2 separate regions of the Ovis aries genome follow, and region 1 is linked to region 2. The links are chromatin contacts, called in public Hi-C maps. All regions are on one chromosome and are shown on one strand. The core of a region is the stretch at or near the end of the contact, and the rest is flanking DNA. Distances in the headings are between cores, read along the strand shown.

What was found. A called contact is a pair of places that touch in the nucleus more often than the background predicts.
Region 1: a contact with region 2 is called in a Hi-C map of hypothalamus, with 7 times the contacts expected there. The contact joins the enhancer-like site here to the promoter of RND3 in region 2. A contact is called at or near these places in 3 of 16 Hi-C or Micro-C datasets (hypothalamus, liver and tail adipose tissue).

Annotation. Positions count from the first base shown.
Region 1 is chr2:159,687,039-159,689,794 of ARS-UI_Ramb_v3.0, reverse strand. No RefSeq gene overlaps it. Among named protein-coding and RNA genes, the nearest start is that of TRNAF-GAA, 50 kb to the left of the region's middle. Within about 2 kb of position 1,379, at least 4 of the 54 cell types and tissues checked have an H3K27ac peak or open chromatin away from gene starts, as enhancers often do. A contact at or near this core is called in hypothalamus, where this site is marked.
Region 2 is chr2:159,060,197-159,062,896 of ARS-UI_Ramb_v3.0, reverse strand. It overlaps RND3 (Rho family GTPase 3), which reads right to left and starts at 1,405. Exons shown (of 5, transcript XM_004004709.6): 1 at 1,009-1,405; 2 at 407-494. The coding sequence starts at 1,158.

The DNA of each region.
Region 1 (2,756 bases), core at 130-2,629, 630 kb before region 2:
GATTTCAGCCAGAGTCAGCTGTAATTAGAGGAGCTGCTGATCTTTGTTGTATAGCTTGCCCAAAAATCAATTACGAAAGAAAGATACTTGTTCTAGAATTGAAGGAGGTCATGGTATGTATAATTGTTGTTCTTTTAAACTGCATTTAACTGATTGTCACAAAGTGGGCATGTCTCTCTTAATAATCCATTATGCTATCAGTAAGACAGTTCTAACTTGCCCAGTATTCTTGGAATCAAAATAAGAATACTGGAGAGAAATGGAAACCAGGTAATTAATTCATGGACTTCCAACCTGAGTTATTTGGCAAGTACCACTTTTTTGTCTCAAGTTCTCAACTGAGCATAATCCTAAAAGAGGAAAAAAGAAAAGTTTGCTAAAGAGGCATGACCCATGGAAGCTTCATAGAAAATGCAGCTAACTCATACAGAGCCTGCTAATGGCAGTCTGAAGCACATCTTTTGTCTGGAAGTCTGTGTGCATTTTTCTGTGTGGTCGCGAATAAGCACCAAGGTCTACATGACCATTATTGATTAACTATATATTTCCCCCACTCAGGTTGTAACGAATAATCATAATTAGAAGTACTCCAATGCCCTGAGATGTCTACTGCTTCTGAGATAAATCTTCATCAGATTCTGCATGTCACTGATAAAATCCACTCAGCCCCAAAGCTTTATTAACTGCTGTAAGACTCCAGCAGCTCCTTTATACGTTAGACACTTCTCCGACTGTACCTTTAGCTGACAGCATAAACGTTCATTTTACTGTCACATCAATTGATCTTAGCTAATTAGGAGCATTTTAGGGGCCTTAATTTGATAAGGATGTGTGAATGCGTTTTCCCCTGCAGCAGGTTTGCTGTTTGCTGGGGTATTAGGGGAGTGTTAATCAGGCGCAGTTCTTCTGTCGGGTTGATAGTTTTTAAGCAACATCCACCAAACGGAAACTCACACGGTCAGGGCAGAAGCTGGGATTGTGGCCGCTGGTGTGATTTGTCAGCTCGGGTTAGTTACCTCTGGAATCGGAACCTGACAGGTGAACGTGCTGTGTACCCTTCCAGCACCAAATCTGACTTTTCCTTCAGCAAGTGTTCCTTACGGTGGAGGTCTTCCTCTCGGCATTTCAGAGCCTCTCTGGAGGAGGCTTGCTCTCTTCAGTCACTATCATTCTCTCGCAGCCCTACAGTACCCAGTTTGGTGTTCATCCCGGCCCTTCTTAGTTTTAAAAGCCAAAAGCACAGCTTTTGAAAATTCCCTGGCTCTGAAGTACGTGCAGAAAATCTTTTGAACAGTTTGGGTCCTGGGATTTCTTTGTTCAGTCTCTTCTGCTGAAGGCAAAGCGGGGCTGGCTGGCTGGCTTTGGGTCAGCCAGGAGCAGTGAAGCAAAGGGAAACAAACAACAGAGCAGCTGAAATTCCTGCTTGGAGCTTGTTTGTAGATGGAGCTCATACAGTGTCTTTTGTTTATTTGTGAGACTTTACTTAGGGAATGCATAAAAGGGAACTTGAAGTAAGTAACCGCTTAAGAAACTGAGGAAAAGGGATGTCTGATAACAGCATTTTCAATTTTAAGGCTGAGAGAAATGCTCATTTATATACTGAGAGTTTTTCTGCAAGGATACAGTTGCTTTCTAAGGCATATACATTGTGTTCCCTTTGTTTCTCTTGTAGCTTTACACTAACCATTTACACATTTGTCTTCCATCCTGCTTGTGATCAATCTATAAATAATAAGATCAAATAAAACAATCTCTGAATGTGCTCCAGTAATGACCATTTGATTCTGCAAATCAAACCTTGAATGTTAGCCTCATTACCAAAAGACCAGTTGAATTATTAAAACCTTCATTGAAAACACCTGCTGTTATCTGCTGTTTATAACTATCTTTGAGTCCAGGACTATATGTGCCTAAAATAAATGGAGGAAGGAAGCCCTTAAGAGAGTGCCTGGCTTTCTGAAAAAAAATCTTGATAAAGTGGAAAAAATATCATATTTGGAGACTCCATCCATCTGTTGGTTATACACTTGTTCACATGGTCTTTGTGACTTGTCTTCTATGTAAGATGATAATGCCTATCTTCTGACATACTTAACAGTATTTTTTTTTCCTTTTGTCATCCTGTTTGTCCTGATCCTTTTTACTTTTGAAAGTCACAACCATTTAGCAACAGCTGGCAAATAATAAATATTTGTTTATGTGCCTATTATCTGCTATCCCCCATTAATATGAGCTCCATGAGGATGGGGCCTCACTATGTGTGTCATTCACCCCCGTGTCCCTATCGCCTGGCATGTAGCAGACATTCAGTAAACATTTGTTGTACAACTTAATGCAATATCAGCTATTATGGCACCTAATGTTAATATTCTAATTTTTTGGTTGGTAGTTAACATTTACTAGCTAAAATCCAACATAAACACAAATTACATTAAAAAAAAGCTGTATTTATATTTGTATTTGAAGTAAGGCTGAAAAAGAATTATGCAAACTTCCATCTGAAGAACACAGGAAAGTGCAAATTTAAACCAAAGAAAGGAAAAGAAGGAAATTCTAAAAATAAGGTCAGAAATCAGTGAAAAAGGAAACAAACTTAAAACAGAGAAAAATCAGCAAACCAAATTTGATTTATTGAAAGTACCTAATAAAAGCAATAAATCTTTAACAAAACTGACCCAAAGGAAAAAATATTACCAATGTTAGAGATTAGAAAGATGGTTAATAATATAGATACTAAAATATTTAGAAAGGCAATA
Region 2 (2,700 bases), core at 156-2,655:
GCATCCTAGAGCCAGTTGATACCGACAAGGCGCACACATCCCCCCTAACATTTAGCTACCCTGGCCACCCCGAGAGGACTCGGGCACAGCTCCGCGGGCCAACCGCTCCCCGGACACCCGGCTACAAGCATTTTACATCCCGGGGTGACCCTTCGGGCACGGAGCTTCCTTTTCTTCCCACAGCTATTGCCCGACCCAATATCGTCCCCCCACCCCCATTCAGAAGGGGCAAAATTTTCATATATCAGGGAATCCCTCGTAAGAAGCAAAGTTAACGGAGGAACGCAGAACGGGCGCTGGCGGGTGCCGAGAGCGTGCCAGAAACGCGGGGCCCGGAGACCCTTTGCGCACCCCCTGAACGCCTGGAAACCCGCCCGAGCGCCACGCGGTCAGATGACTCTCTTACCCGAAGTGTCCCATAGGCTCAACTCTATTCTTTGTGTGTCGATTTCAAAACTGGCCGTGTAATTCTCAAACACTGTAGGGACGTAATTCTGGATAAAATGGACAGAAGTAAAGAGGGCAAAGAGGTTATCTTAAAATGCACGACAGCTGCAGAACACCCTCTGAAAATAGTCTCTTTACTCTCCCATTAAAAAACGAAGACCCCCCCCCCCTCAAATCCACACGCACCACATCTCACACTAAACACGCAGATCCTTTCCGAAAGCCCTAAGTTCCCTCTCACCCCACCCGGATTCTCCAAAAGTGGAGGATCCGAATCTCCCAATCCCAGATTCTGCACACATGACCGAACAAGTTTCAGAAGCTAACAGGAAAATGTGCAAGCGCATCCCAACCCCTCCACGCTTCCACCCCACTTTTCCTTTCCTGACAACTAACCGGGGCGAAAGTAATAAGCAGTGAGAAAGACGGCTGAAAAAAAAAAAGAAAGAAAGAAAGAGAGAGAGAGAGAACCGGGTGAAGGGTGAAAGCCAGGGAAACCCACCTCGAGACGGGGATCCCTTCCCCGCCGCCCGCCCGCAGCCCCCAGCCGGCCACACTCACTTCGGGGAAGCAGTCTTTGGCGAAGACGTGGAGTAGCGCGGTTTTCCCACACTGACTGTCTCCCACCACTACTATCTTGCATTTCACGTTCTGATTAGGATCCATGATAGATTTACTGGATAATTTCTGGCTGGCTCTTCTCTCCTTCATTGATCTTGTCTTATTTTCTCTTGAAACAGGAATTTTCACTTAAGAGGAAAAAAAAAAAAATATATATATATGTATATTTCTTTCTCTATTAAAAAGCAGATATAAAAATAAACCGCAAGGGTGGTGGGAACCCCTGAGGCGCCGCGCGGATGAGGAGAGCTAGAGGAGCAGGCTCGTTACTCTCCTCCAACAAGTTTTATGCCTGACTCCAAAGGCGCTTCCCAAGTCCAATTCCGATCCGACTGCTTTGTTTCACGCTCTCTGCGCGGCTTTATACGCCCGGCCTTCCAATCCTCTTTCTCAATGAGAGAAGGAAACTGATCCGCCTCCTCCCCTTTTATGGAACCTGGGAGACAGCGCCGTCTAGTTACTTGCAGAAAATGTAGACAGTGCGCCCTCTAGGGTGATCATGCGGGAACGATTTCCAGCCCAAAGCTCGGCGACGACTAGAGGACCCCAGTGACGCTGTGCTGAAGATTGGGACTGTACAAGTCCAGGAAGAAGTGGGGAATGGAATTGTCTGTGCATATTGATTTTTATTAGAATTTCTGGATAAACGTTTTCATGGGGGCTGCTCTACGGAAGCTTCGTGAGCATTTATGAAAACAAAAGCATTTCTTACCCAAAACATCGTTATGAAACACGGAAAGCAAATCTTGGGTGGGGAAGGGTTAAGTGCTTGTATTTTCTTAGGAAATGTTTTGCATCAGGTATTTAGGCCACGGAACAATAGCTAAGCCAGGTTGTTTGAGATGCCGGAACTGGCTTGCTGGGGTCACAGCAACAGACTGGCTTTGGAAACCTCTGTTTCAGTGACTCAGGAGGAGAGGGAAAGGTTTGGAAGAGAGGGGAGGGGAGGTTTGTGAGTAGAAGAAAAAAAAAGTGGAAGATGATCATAGCTGAGTAACAAAAGCCATTGGAAAACTCAATCCTACTACACTAGGGACCTAAGCATGCAAGGTTAGCGGTTGCCCCTGTTTCAGTGAGAAGAGGGGATAGGAGGGATTCTGACCCTGCCCTTTAATTCCTTTATAAGCAGTCTCCCCTTCCTTAAAACCAAAGCACCCTTGACTGGCCCGGAAAATGTGTATATGCTTAGCTGAAAAATGCAGGTACAACCCACCACTCCCTTTCCACTGCCTCAACATCCACCCCCACCCCCACCTGAAAGTCTGAGAGGACTAAAAATAGCCATATATTTGTTCTCTCTTCCCTCTAAAAGTCCTTCTTTACTCATCATTTCCTGTGCTCCAAGTGATCAGAAGGTTTCACCTATTTTTACAATTTTTTAATTGAGGTATAGCTGATTTAGAATATCATATAAATTTCAGGTGTACAACATAAAGATTCACAATTTTTGAAGATTACGCACCATTTATAGTTATTATAAAATATTGACTATCTTCCCTGTGCTGTACAATGTATTCTTGTAGCTTATTCAGTTTATACATAGTTGCTGGTATCTCTTAATGCTCTAACCCTTTCTTGCTCCTCCCAATTCCCTCTTCCCACTGGTAACCACTAGTTTGTTCTCTTTATCTT